2 separate regions of the Mus musculus genome follow, and region 2 is linked to region 1. The links are chromatin contacts, called in public Hi-C maps. All regions are on one chromosome and are shown on one strand. The core of a region is the stretch at or near the end of the contact, and the rest is flanking DNA. Distances in the headings are between cores, read along the strand shown.

What was found. Hi-C and Micro-C count contacts between places; a contact is called where the count stands out from the background.
Region 2: a Hi-C map of bone marrow-derived macrophages shows a contact between it and region 1, with 23 read pairs. A contact is called at or near these places in 4 of 39 promoter capture datasets (the C10 cell line, the HPC-7 cell line, cranial neural crest and 1 more), 54 of 484 Hi-C or Micro-C datasets (the 63-12 cell line, the AML12 cell line, CD4 T cells and 39 more), 20 of 130 datasets of targeted methods (CD8 T cells, the HPC-7 cell line, the NIH/3T3 cell line and 12 more) and 2 of 9 other capture datasets (adipose tissue and pancreatic islet).

What each region holds. Positions count from the first base shown.
Region 1 is chr19:6,472,599-6,479,834 of GRCm38.p6, reverse strand. It overlaps Nrxn2 (neurexin II), which reads right to left. Exons shown (of 23, transcript NM_001205234.2): 9 at 6,079-6,517. Among named protein-coding and RNA genes, the nearest start is that of Gm52381, 21 kb to the left of the region's middle.
Region 2 is chr19:6,666,246-6,673,481 of GRCm38.p6, reverse strand. No RefSeq gene overlaps it. Among named protein-coding and RNA genes, the nearest start is that of Gm32245, 100 kb to the right of the region's middle.

The DNA of each region.
Region 1 (7,236 bases), core at 3,290-5,789:
CTCTGGGAGGAAAGACAGATAGCATGGTTTCAATATGGTTTGTTCTCTCCAAAACTCAAGTTGAAATTTGGCTGCTATTGTGTGAGGTGTGTGGGACACGGGATCTTTAACAATGAGGTCACTAGCCGTGACTTTCCTTCAAGGGTAGGCTCAGGAGTGGGTCCCTTAGGAGAGCAGGCCGCTAAACAAGGAGGTGCCTGCTCCTTCTTGTTTCCTTTGTGTGGGAATGCCCGCCCTTCAGTTTGGCTCTGTGTTAGGACAGTACAAAAGCTTCCCCATAAACTGACACTAAGCTCTTGGGCTTCAAAGCCTCCAGAACTGCGAGACAGGTAAACTTTCCTTTACAAATGCCTGGTCTCAGATGTTCTCCTATAGCAACAGAAAACAGACTGAGGCAGGGCTCACATTAGGAAAAGACCTGGAATCTGGTGGGAATTTCAAAGCCTTTATTGTAATCTTAATCTGTGGACCAACCCCTTCCCTCCAGCATGCATGGGTATGTGTGTGCATGTGTGTGTGCCTGTGTGTGGTGTTGTTTGTGCTGATTCAGGATTTTGGGGGGAGGTGGTTGTCTTTTTAATCAGGGTACCATGCATCTCAGAATGGTTTTATGTAACCAAAGATGACCCTGAGCCTCTTGGCCACCTACTTCATCTTCCAAGTGCTGAGATCATAGGCTTGCACCATTGTGTCTAGCTTGTTCATATTTGTTAAAAGATTTTTTTTCTTGAGATAGGGTCTCATTCTATAGCCTTGGCTGCATGAAACTGTCTCCTCCTCATAGTGCTAGGATTAAAGGCATGCCTGGTCTAAAGATATTCTAAATTATGCATACACACACACACACACACACACACACACACACACACACACACACACACACACACATATATATATATATATATATATATATATATATATATATATATATATATACACATACATACATACACTCACACACACACATATACGTCTTCGTGGCAGTATGCACTTGTGAGTGCAGATACTCACAGAAGGCAGACTTGTCATTAGATTCCAGGAGCTACAGGCAGTTGTGACTCACCAAGGGGGGGTGTAGGAAAACAAGTTTCTACAAGACCAGTGCACACTCTAGACCTCTGAGCAACCTCAATATATACACTGAGACAGGGTATTGCTGTGCAGCTCTGACTGGCCTATAACCCACTCTGTAGACCAGGCTGGCCTTGAACTCACAGAGCTCTAGCCACTTCTCTCCCAGATGCTGGGATTAAGGGCAAGTCCCACTATACCTGAAAGCTGAAAATTTTTACTCGATGTTTTCTCTTTTTAGATTTTGACAAACTCTTAGAAGAATAAGAGAGGAGGAGGAGGAGGAGGAGGAAGAGGAGGAGGAGGTGGCAGTGGCAGCGGCTATGCAGCAGCAGCCAGGTACGGTGGTTCACACCTGTGATCCCGACACTCAGAAGGCAGAGACAGGATGACTGCTGCAGGTCTGAGGCCAGCCTGACCACACAGTGAGATGCTGTGTAAAACAATGAAATAAAAGCACCGCTTGCAAGGAGCCACTGAGCATCGTGGACGCGGATATGGCAGGGATCTCGAGAGGGAGGGGCTTGGAGGCTGGATATGAACACAAAGACAGGGTGGGAACAAATAGGAGGGGCAGAACCCCTCTACAGACACAGCTCCCACTAGAAGCCAGTTCCTCCCGCAAAACCTTACTGACCCAAAGACGGGAGATGCACTCCCAGGCCCCAGGCTCCCTTGCACTGTTTTATGTTTTATGTTTTTGTTTTTGTTTTTTTTTTTTTGTTTTGTTTTTTTGGTTTTGGTTTTGGTTTGGTTTGGTTTTTTGAGACAGGGTTTCTCTGTGTAGCCCTGGCTGTCCTGGAACTCACTTTGTAGACCAAGCTGGCCTTGAACTCAGAAATCTGCCTGCCTCTGCCTCCTGAGTGCTGGCATTAAAGGCGTGCGCCACCACACCCGGCTCACTGTTTTATGTTTGTTTGTTTAAATATACTTTATTTTTAATTATGTGTATATGTGCGTGTGCCTGCATGTATGTAGGGATGTGAGCCACCATGTTGCGTAGGTCATCCGCAACTCCAAGTTGTTGTTTAAATTATTGTTTTATTATTTACTATGTGCATGTGTATGTACATGCCTATAAAGGCAAAAGGAGTTTGATCCCTGGATCTGAAATTACAGGTGTTTGTAAGCCTCCAGATGTGGGTGCTGGTAACCGAACTCTCATCCTCAGAGCATACTGAGCTGTTTCCATGCGCGTGCGTGCACACGAGAGAGAGAGAGAGAGAGAGAGAGAGAGAGAGAGAGAGAGAGAGAGTCAGAGTCAGAGTCATCAGGCCTGACCACTAAGAGCCTTTACCTGCTGAGCCATGCCACCAGCCCTAGGGTCCCTTCAATACCGTGGCCCCAAACCTGTTCTCTCATGACAAGGCATCACCTTCCTCAGGGTCCTGCTGCTGGGTCCCTCTCCTAACAGGATCCCAAAAGTGGCCCCTGTGATGGCCTATCTCACTGTTTATGGCCAGAGTCCCCAGAGCCTGCCGTGACCCGTCTTTTGGCTGGAACAGGAGTCAGCACGAGCTGAGTGCTGAGAGGAAGAAGGAAGGAACTGAAAGGAACTCTGACCCCTGCTCCAGAGTCGCTCCCCAGTATGGAATAGGAGCCACCTGACTCATTCCTTGACAGAAGAAAAGGTAAACAAGATGTGGGCATGGCACTGTTATTCAGCATTGAGAGGAAGGGAGTTCTGACTCACACTACAACACAGATGAACCTTGAAAGACACTCTACTCACTGAAACAGCCAGGCATAAGAAGACAAATATAGGGGCTGGAGAGATGGCTCGGCAGTTAAAAGAACTGGCTCCTCTTCCAGGGGACTTCTGTCAATTCCTAGCACCCACATGACAGCTCACAATTGTCTGTAACTCCAGGTTCAGGGGATCCGACACCCTAAGATATATGTGCAGGCAAAATACCAATGCATGCAAAGTAAAACAAATAAGTCATTAAAATAAAGAAGTCAAATATACAGATAGGATATAGTGGCGCATGCCTGTTACCCTAATCCTCTGGAAGGCCAAGACAACAGGATCTCCACTCCAAAGTTATTCCAAAGTTAGACTGGACTATGTGTGAGACTCTGTGTTGAGTGGAAAGAAGAAAGGGAGGGGGAGGGAGAGGGGAGGGAGGAAAAGGAGAAGCTGGGGAGATGGTTCGTGGTTAATATGTTTGCTGCTTAAGTATGAAGCTCAGAGTTCAAATCCCCAGAAACCACAGAAATGCCAGGTGGGTGTGCTGGCCCACCTATAATATCAACCTTAGAAGGCAGAGACAAGAGATCCCCTAGGGGAGAGAATGGAGGAAGGTTTTTCGGAGGGGAAACCAGGAAAAGGTTTAACATTTGAAATGTAAATAAATATCTAATAAAAAAATGTTTAAATGTTTAACAGGAAAAGAGAGAGAGAGATCCCCTAGCAAGCTGGCTGGCCAAATCTGTGAGCTCTGGGTTTGATTGAGAGACCTTACTTCAGTGAACGGAGTGGCTGGTTTCTGCCATCAGCCTTGGATCTGCACATGCATGTGTGCACCCACATATGTGTGCCTCCACACACACGCAAGCATGTACGCGAACACATGAAGTAGTACTGTGTGTCGTCACTCATCTAAAGTCCCAGAGTAGTTCAAACAGAGATGGTGGCCAGAGGCTGGGGACAGGGAGAGGAGAGCTTATGTTTAACAGAGACTTCAGTGTGGGAAGATGGGGAAACTGCACCTGGACGTTGGTGAGGGCTGTGCAGAGACTTGAGTGTAGTCAGAGCCCTAATCATGAGTAATGACGAAGACTAGAAATGTGTGTGACGTGCGATTTGCCACAGTTTCAAAAAGAAACAAAAGCAAGGCAATGTGGGAGGACCCCAGAGTCAGGCCAGTGTGCAAGGTGCTGGCTATGCAAGGTAGAGAACCCAAGCTGTATCCCCTGAACCCACAGAAAAGAAGACGTGCAGCGTGGGGCCAAGACCCCAGTCTCCCTATGGTCAGATGAGAGATGGAGACAGGCAATCGCCAAGAAGCCAGCTAGCCCAGGCTACAGAGGGAAGCAGCAGAAACAAGAAAGATCCTTTCTCAAAAAGTGGAAGGCCAGAACCAGCTCCCAGAATGCCCTCGGACCTCCACACATATGCCTGGCACAAGAGCAACATATAAAACACAACTGAAAAATTACAAAAACAGGAAGAAGGAATCTGGGGTGGGGCTCAGCAGGAGCAGGCTTCAGTTGTCAGCACTGGGGTGTGGGGATGCAGGAAAAACAAGGGAAGGTTGAAACAGCTACCCCAAGTTCCTGGATGGGTCGCTGACCACCTGTGAGGAACCCTAGAGACTGTCAGCAAAGACCCACAGTGCTGTCACGAGGCAGAGCCAAGAGCTAAAGTCCTTTCTCATGGTTTTCTCTGGCTCTCTGGGCAGTGGGGGGAAGGGAGAGCGGTGGGGGTAGGGGGAGGAAATGATGGCATGGCCTCACTTCTGGGTGCCTGGCAGTCCCCTCCTCCCAGGCAGTGAGCAGAGGAGGTCACTGCTGACTCGCAGGCCAGCAGTGGTGATGGCTGCTGGAATGAGAAAATTTAGTTGACGTTGATAAGCACTTAAATTGGATAATGTGTCAGGCCTCATTTGTATCAATTCTCTTTCTTGGGTTCAACAAGATGGAGGCAAGCACACAGGAATTAGCAGGCGGAAAACAAGAGCCTGAGAGCGGGAGGCCGAAAGGGAAGGAGGAGGAGGCAGTGGCCAGAGCAACAGAAGTTCTAAAAAGTCGCGCATAGCCACTCTGAATTCATCCGATGTCAGCCGACCCTGGGAGCTACACAGGGTGAGGACTGGCTAGTTACAGCCCGCCAGCTGTTCTCTCGATTTGGAACCCTCATGGCCAGGCAGGTGGTGACCTATTCACTGCATCTGTGGTGGCCAGAACGAGGTGGGCGGTCTGTCAGTCCACAGCTAGCGCTCAGAAAACCAGGCAGCTTCTGTGTACTCTGGCTCCGCATTCAGCCAACAAACGTGGATGGAGATACTTAAGGAACGAACTGTCTGTACTAAACACATACAGATACTGCTGGTCCTTATTCACCAACCAATTTAATAGCGACCACCATAAAACTACAATGTAACTATTATATAGCCTTATGTTTCTCTCTCTCTTTCTCTTTCTCTCTCTCTCTCTCTCTCTCTCTCTCTCTCTCTCTCTCTCTCTCTCTCTCTCTCTCTCTCTCGCCAAAGCTAGCCTCAAATCCTGTATGTACCCGGATGTGACCTTGAACTCTTGATCTTCCTGCCTCTACCTCCCTAGTACTGGGATTACAGGAGAGCCCCACCTTGCCTGGAGCCTAGGCATTGTGCTAGCCCCAGTCCCAGCATCTACGTTCCATTAGGCATTTTGAGGACCCTAGGGATAACAAGTTATCCAGGAGGATGTGTACAGGTGATACACAACACGGCACCGTCTTTTATGAGGAACTTGAGCACCGTGGGTTTTGGTGTCTTTGGGGGTCCTAGGAGCAGTCCTTCCAGACAGTGAGGGATAGCTGCTTCCTGTTAAGTGAAAGAAACATGACTCTGGATAGAAGGGATCGGTGGCTGGAGAACCACTTTGCTTTGTTTTGAGACGATGTCTCCTCACTATGCCGCCCCAGCTGGTCTGGACCTCACTGCATAGTCCAAAATGCCCTCAGATTTATGGTGCTCCTCCTGCCTTTGCCTCCCGGATGCTGGGATTGCAGGCATGAGCCACCGCTCCTGGCTTTGCGACATCTCTACATTAGGTGTGATGTCAGTGTTTCTAGTCTTGCTCTCTCCCATCCACAGTGACCTTGCGTGACTGTTCCTGTCACAAATAAGGAGGAGTAGAGTATGAATCCAGGTCCCTGCGCCTTCTGCCAGCTCTCCAAGCTCCATGACAGAGGGGCCAAGGGAAAACTGGGAGAGGAGACTAGGAGCAGGGGGTGAAAGCTCTAGAGGGTGGGCAGGCAGAAAAGAGTGGCCAGGGGAAGGGAAGGTCCAGAGGCCTCCTGACCTTTGCGCCCGTCCCTCTGGAAGTCCACGTGGCACCATTCACCATCATTGACCTTGCGGCTAGACGCCCGCAGCTTGATGCCCCCGGAGCCCATGTCCAGCAGAAGGTAGAGGTAGCCATCCAACAGCTCCATGGCAAAGTAGTCGGCCCTCTGGGTAGAACTGTGACTGCCTACCCCGGCCCCAGCCCGCCGGCCCTGGCTGAAGAGCAACAACCCATTGGGCTCAGTGGTTCTGAAGTCCAGGGAGATGGAACCAGTGCGCTTGGCGCTCCAGCGGGGCAGTGCGACAAAGGCCTCAGGACTCTCAAAGGTCACAGGGTCCAAGGCAGCCACATCCTCACAACGGAAAGACAAATCCCCCTGCAGCTTCATCTTCGGGTCCCCTTCCTTAGCCAGTCGGGACAGCTCCAGCTTGAAGTCATTATTCTTGTAGACCACCTGTATGGAGGAGAGGGGTCTGGGTAAGGAAGCGGAAGCAGCCTTGGGTCTGACTACCAAGGGTCTCCCTCCCTGGCTACCATGGTCCATCGACACCCACCCATCCCAGCAGTCCCAAGCTCAGCACCATCAGCCCATAGGGCTCAGGCCTCTGTTCTCAAGCTATACAGTCCCCTCGCTGCCTCTCTCCGGTCTTCCAGCCCCACACTGGCCAGGAAGCTCCTTCTGTGGGCTCCTGGGTCCAGCTCAACTGTCATTCACAATGACAAAAAGGCGGGCCACTGTTGCTACCGTCACTATTTCCTGAGTCTGAGTCTCAGGAAGCTTAGGATAGCTTCAAACTCACTGAATAGCTAAGGACGACCTTGAGTTTGTCTGCCTGCCTCCACCTCCCACACACTGAGATCGCATGTGTGCACTACCACGCTCAGTTGTAGTGTGCTGATAGAACCCATGGGGGCATGTGTGCTGGGCAGGCGTCTGTCCGCTGATGTCCCTGACCTGCCTGCTCTCTTCTAATGGGTTAACTCCTGTCTATGTTCTGTACAGAGACTGACATAGGAAACCACCCTTCATCTACACATCAGACAACCCACGAGGTGGAATGACTTGGCCAACAGAGCCAGTGAGGGAAAGACATGTGCCTGAAGACAGACATTTGAAGACACGTGAAGACACGTGCTTTGGCCTGCAGCCTTCCCTGTGGACCTCAGCTCTGA
Region 2 (7,236 bases), core at 1,517-4,016, 200 kb before region 1:
CTTGATCACTTTCGACCTTGTTCATTGGAGCAAGGCCTCTGACGTGAACTCAGAGCTTGCTGACTGGGTTAGTCTGACTAGCCAGCCTGCTCTGGGCATCCACAGCCTCTCTCTGCCTTCTGAGTTCTGAAGTTACAGATGGAATCCCATGGGCACCTGGTATGTTCATGAAGGCTGGGGATTTGAACTTGGAACCTTGAGTCAGCAGAGAACCATCATCCTTTAACCCAGCTACTGTGACTTTCAATTGGTTCTGAGACTTCTTCATGCTTCCCCCCCTACATCATAACTGACCCAGGGTAAATGTCCCAAACTGTACAAGCCCCCTCCTCAGTCCTAAGGGGAGGCATTTTGGAGTCATTTGCACTGACTTGGGGTCTCTTCTAGTGAGTCTCTTCTGGTCCCGGCTTGGCACAAGGGAGCTGGGTTATGAAGCATCGCCCCAGATGCAGCTGCCTTCAGCCTGGAGGTTACCTAGCCTCAGTGTAAGCTTGAGCAAGGTACCTGTCAGGCTAGTCATCAGGGTTCAGAGATGCCTGCTCCCATGTCCCTTATACTGGGGGCCACAATGAGAATTCAGAGTATAACTCAAGTATACCCTTTAATAGGCTGGACCAACTGAAAAAGCCACACACAATTAAAAGCAAAGAATGAAATAAAACCTCCTAGTCAGAGGAAACATCGGCGGAGACTAAGACACGAGTCCTGTCTCACTAACTGACAGTGAGTTCACGTCGTCACTTATACAAAGGTGACAGTAATTCCTGTCTCAGAGGGTGTGATCTGTGTGCCAACAGGGACTGCTTCATTTCCTAAATTTAAATTGCTCTTAGCTCTGCCAGCCTTTTCTATCCAACTCAGTCTGACTCCAGGCCGGAGGCAATCAGTCTTCACCATCAGTGGACGAGCCTGCCCAAAGCCTGCCTCCCCAAAGCCTTGCACAGCTCACAGCTTTGGGGACTGGATTACTCTTGTGTTGCTGTGACCAAGACACCTGATAGAAACAGCAGAAGTCCATCATGGTAGGGAAAGCATGACAGTGGGAGGGGAAAGAGCTGGCTGGAGGCTCAGGGGGTCAGATAAAAGGAAAAGAAGAACTCACAAAGTAGCAAAGACCAGCTACAATGTTACATTACGAATTGAGCATTTTTGTATTTTTTCCCATTTTAATGTGTGTGTGTGTGTGTGTGTGTGTGTGTGTGTGTGTGCTTGGTGCTCACAGGGGCCAGAAGAGGATTTCAGATCTCCTAGGACTAAAGTTGTAGAAGGCTGTGAGTTACAGTGTGAGTGCTGGGACTTGAACCCTGGTCTTTTGAAAGAGCAGTGCTCTTAATCATTGAGGCATCTCTCCAGCCCTTTCTTTTTATTTTTTGAGACAGGACGTCAGGTACTCGAGACTGGCCTTGAACTCTTGTCCTTCTTGCCTCCACCTCCTTCGAACTGGGATTCCAGGCGTGTGGTACCACACCCAGCTATAAATACAGCTTCATAGCTGCTCTTTTTCACCTGATGCCACACTGCCAGTCACTGAAGCAATGAGCTCTGTTGGCAGCAGGGAGAAGCAGGTTTTCTGCACAGACTGCGTGGGAAGCGATGCTTGGAGACACCATGTGGCTTCAGTCCAGGCACAGTCCTCTGCACGGTCCTCTACACAGTCCTCTGCACAGTCCTCTGCACAGTCCTCTGCACAGTCCTCTGCATGGTCCTCTACACAGTCCTCTGCATGGTCCTCTGGAGGAGCTGACTCCAGGACAGGGGAGGCAAGGGCTACAGCACCCTGAGTCCTGCTTCCCAACATCCCTGCTCAGCTTGTAGGGAGATGAGCCCACTGCCCATCATGGAGAGGTGATGGAGATGCAAACTGCTCCCAGGCCCTGCACTTTCTTTCTTCTTGCCAATGGCTCCAGGGTTCAATGAGGAGAACCAGAGCTTGTACAGGGTGAAGAGGGAGTGGCCAGGAGGAGCTACCCCAAGCTCCCCAGGACTTTACCTCCTGCGCTCTGTCAACCAGCTCCTCCCTTCAGCCATGGTGAGGCTGCTTCCCTCATGCTTGGGAGACATTGGCTTCTGCTGTCTCCATTCTCCCTGGGGTGCTCCTGTCCTCCTCATGGCTTGTCACCTGAGCCAGCAATCAGCCACTGTTCCCAACATCTCTGAGTGGGATCTACTCTTGGGCCTGCTGAAGTTGAGGTTGCCTCTGGAAGTTGTAAGGATTGCCGGGAAGGCCTCCACAGCAGTCCCCACTCAGGAAGGCCTCCACAGCATCCACCTCTCCATCCTCCCTTCTTGGCTGCTCTGACACCAAAGGGCTTGGATAGGACTCACTGGCTCCGGAGAGGCCGGGGTTGGCCTAGACCAGTGGTTCTCTACCTGTGGGTTGCCACCCTCGAGGGGGCAGGTTAAAGGAGCCTTTTACAGGGGTTATAGCAAAGCTACAGTTATGGAGTAGCAACAAGAATAATTATATGGTTTGGGGGTCACCACAGCACGAGGAACTACTGTATTAAAGGGTCATAGGCTTAGGAAGGTTGAGAACCACTGGCCTGGACTAAGTGTGTTTTCTGTCTTCTATCTTGAAGGATGCTGTTTAGCACAGACAAGTGTCTTTACTGCCATGTGTGGTAGCAGGTAGAGTCACCCCTGGGACTGTGGCTCCCCAGCTCTCTCCAGTGGCGTCCTGCTGGGAGCCACTGGAAACCAGCCATTTGGGAGCATTCAAACCATGCGTGCCTGCACACCATGAGCACCGCACATCAGAGCTTCCTTCCCTCCTAGAACAGCACACCAGCCCAGCCCTGGCCCCTCCCACTGACTGAGAGGCCACCCTATGAGGACCAGAGTGGACAGAGGAGTAAATGACGCTGATGCCTAGGGAGACAGAGTGAACAACGGCAAGAGTGCAGCACAGGTGTGGCGACTCACACCTGCAATCCCAGAACTCTGGAGCTTGAGGCAGGAGGGGCGGAGTTTTAAGGTCATCCTCATTTGCATAGCAAAATGGGACCAGCTTGCTTATGTGAAACCGTGGAGTATGTGTGTTGTGTGTGTGTGTGTGTGTGTGTGCGTGTGTGTGTTTATTTGCAGGCTTGCTTTTGAGGCTAGCTTAGGCTTGTGGTCATTCTCCTGCTCCAGCTTCATGAGGTTGGAGTTAGTGGCTAAGAGCTATGTAGCCTTGCTTATGCCGAATCTCCCTGCTTTTTAGTTCTATCTTCCCATTTTCTGGGGAGCATAAACGGTAAACGGTACAGCTTGGCAGAAGGGGTGGAGTATCAGAAGCGTTCACGTTGGTAAGGGCCTTCCATCCCCTGCCCTTGTAGACTGTGAGGGCTTACGTTTGTCACAGAGCAAAGCTCTCTAGTTTGTGTTACTGGTAAGTCCTTCCTCCTCGCCCCTTCCTTCCATGGAACCAGCTTGCAAGAGAGCTGCTATTTCTGTCTCAGTCAGGAAGCTGAGGGCTCAGCCACCACCACCCCAGATGCTGGCCCAGGCACTAACCCTGCTGCATGCAGGTGTCATGACAGCCATTTTCTCATGTGCTTGCTCTCGGGCTACACCCCACCCACCGTGATGCACTCCTGAGGATGCTCAATGCTGCACCTTGACCTTGTTTAAACTTCCAATTCTTTCCTGGTAGGATGAATATATGAAAATATATAAGTATATTTAGGATGAATATACTAAAACAGACTCATATTTATTTTGTGTACGTGCACCATGGGGTCAGAAGACCACTTTGGGAGTCAGTTCTCTCCTTTCACCATGGAGGTCTGAGGTTTGAACTCAGGTCATCAAGCTTGGTTGCAGGTCCCTTTACCCACTAAGCCATATTGCTGCTCCCAGGATAACATCAAACCCCTGATGTATTTCTCAGCACCTCTGTCTACACCACCTCAAGAGAAAAAAGCGTGGGGACACATTCACCTCCCCTCTCTCACCCTCTGCCCCTTGACATCGTTGTGTATCTACTGCGCCATCCGTTCGTTCCCAGGACCCTGAAGGACCCCCTGCGTTTTGAGCATCTCCTGTAACATCTCAGGGGTGCTATTCTCCCTGCAGCGTAACTGTGCCCCTGCTTTGTCACCACACTGTGGCTGGGTCTTGCTCTCCCCACCTTAAGCTCTTTTCAGTGTTCCACTTGGGTCTGATTTTGAACTTGTAAATGTTTTCTGCTCTGTTTCCCTTCTGGATCTGCTGCTCTCTAACTCCCTCCCTGTTCCCTTCCAAGGTTGCAAATACGCAAATAAGATAGGCAGCTCCAGGGCCAGGTGCTTCAACCTCCAAGCTCTGCAGACTTGTCTCACCCGGGTCTCCACTGCCCATCCAGCCCTAGGCTACACGTGTTCTTTCTTTGTATCCTTCCATCCTTGCCTGGGGCCTTTTAAGATCCCCAGACTCCTGCTGTTCTTCTGAGCTAGTATTTCTTTTGCGTGCACACTCCTGGAATTACAGGCTGAGCATGCCCACTCCCTTCTTTTCTATGTGGGTTTGAACTCATACTTGTGTGACAAGCACTTACCCACTGATCTGTTCCCAGCCCCCACTCTAGGGTTTCCTAAGTTACTGTATCTCTCCTCACTCATTCTTCTCTCCCTTTAGAAACTGGCCTGCTCCCAAGGTTGGTCCTGGCAGATCCAGCCTCGAGTCTCTGTTGAAGTTTGCCCTTCTCTCTCGTCTTGCTCTCCACTCCATTTCCTCTTTCCAAATGCAGATTTCAGAGTAGCCACTGTCTCTTCACTTCCTCTATTGAGTTTGAAATTCTGGAATGTGTGTTTTGAGTTCCCCAAAGCCTTTCTGTGGGCTGTGTGTGTCCTCCATCAGAGAGGCCTCTGTCCTCACACTAAGAGCAAGGGACCCTGGTCCCCTGGATTGTTGCTTTTCTTCCCCTGAACAGTGACAAGAATCTCATGGTTAGTTCACTCTGTAGCTATCAGAAGACAAGGGCTGGTGGCATCCTGTCTGGCCAGACTGGGGACCCTTCACAGAGATGCCCGGGAGGGCAGTTCATACTCTTGCAGCTGGCTTTTGGCCAAAGCTATACAAACTCCAGAGAGGGGCTGACCCGCTAGCACCCATGTCAACTGTGAAGACATTGGTACAAAGGAACTGTCTGGTGACAGCAATGAAAATCCTTACTCTCAGAGTGTAAGAGTTGGATGAGTCCTCTGCATGGAAGGAAGGGACCAATGGGGCCTTGTTGCCAGGCAGTGCTCAGTTCTTGCTTTAATTACACTCATTTTCTTCCCTATGGCATGACTGAAAGACATTTCCCAGCTCTCTCTGCAGCTGAGAGGGTCATGTGACCATGGGGCCTGATCTGACCAGGTGCCACTCACGCTGCTTTTCTGGTCGTAGCGATTCAGGCCTCATTTGAGGGTGGCAGAGCTCCAGGATGGAAGGACCTGGGCCTGCCGATGAGATGGAGCACCTCAGGCTGGACACCAACCAGAATGTCTATGTTGGGCTTGCTAGGATAGCCTGTGTTAAGCTATAGAGATCTGGGGTGTGTTTGTTACAGCAGCTGACCTATGCTGACTAGCACTGTGTTAAGCTATAGAGGTCTGGGGTGTGTTTGTTACAGCAGCTGACCTATGCTGACTAGCACTGTGTTAAGCTATAGAGGTCTGGGGTGTGTTTGTTACAGCAGCTGACCTATGCTGACTAGCACTGTGTTAAGCTATAGAGGTCTGGGGTGTGTTTGTTACAGCAGCTGACCTATGCTGACTAGCACTGTGTTAAGCTATAGAGGTCTGGGGTGTGTTTGTTACAGCAGCTGACCTATGCTGACTAGCACTGTGTTAAGCTATAGAGGTCTGGGGTGTGTTTGTTACAGCAGCTGACCTATGCTGACTAGCACAGACACGCTTCCTGGAGTGCCTTCTCCCATCCTACCTTTCCCCTTCTCTTCCCATCCCCCCAGCTCATTGGCTGGATTGCATCTTTGCCAAGTCTGTGCAAGTGGGTTTGATACCTAAACAGTGTCAAGGTTCTGCTAGCAACGAAGAAGGTGGGCGTTGATTTGGGGAGGCATCCGCCAACAGCGGCTAGTGTTAGTGAGGGGACACAGTTCTTTGTTGTTGTGGTTTTTGTCTTTTTTTTTTTTTTAATGTTTATTGTTACCTCCACACACTGTGACCTGCTGACCCATCTTGCTGACCCTGATCTTAGACTCTTGCGATGCCAAATGGAGCACCGTTTCGTTGATTTGTCTTTTCAGATATGCTTAGAGCTTCTGTGTACAAAATTATAAAAACCACAGGGCAGCAAGATGGCTCATCCAGTAAAGATGCCAGCCTCCAAGCCCAACGACCCCAGTTTGATCCCTGGGACCCACATAGTAGTGAGAGCTGACTCCTGAGGGTTGCTTCTGATTTCCGCATGTGTACTGTGGAGGGTCCCGGGGTGGTCCCTGCAGCTGGAGTTACAGGCAGTTGTGAGCTGCTCGGCATGGGTGTTAGCAGCTGACCTCAGGTCTCCTGGAAGAGCAGTGCGTGCTCTCAACTGCTGGGCCATCTCTCCAGCCCCAGGTTGGTCTGGTATTCACTATGGAGACCAGGCTGACCTTGATATGGTGGCAATCCTGTCTCAGACTTCTGTGAGTGTTGGGATTGCAGGCATTGCTGTCCTGCTTGCCTTTCATGTATCTTAAAAACTTTAAAGTTATTGTTTGATTTAAATATTTATACTTAAATAAATAATAGTTTGTTTGTTTAAAACAGGGCTCGCTTCTTAACCTGGATCTTGTTGTGTAGACCTGGATCTTGCTGTGTAGACCAGGCTGATCTTGAACTTACAGACCATCTGCTTGCCTCAGCCTGGAGGCTGGGATTAAAGGAGCGCTCAGCACACCTTCTCCTTGAATACTTAAACCACACAAAGCTGCCCTTCAGTATCTGCAGAGGGTGCCCTCCCCACAACGGAATCTGCAGATGCTTATTTGCATAAAATGGCATGATATTTGCATATAACCTAGGTGCATCCTCTCTTATAGTTTAAAATGGCTCTAGATTTCTGCTAAGACCCAATACTATGCAAATGCTATGTAAATAGAGAATAGCGGCACAGAGAAGTCTGTTCATATTTAGTACAAATGCTGGGGTTTTTTTTTTTTTTTTAAATAGTTTAGCTCAAACGTTTGCTAAATCCGTGGATTTGGAGCTCGAAGATACTAAGTGTTGCCTGAGCCACTGAGGTAGACTGGTGCATCTTAGAGGTAGGGAGATGAAGAACTTGGGGCCA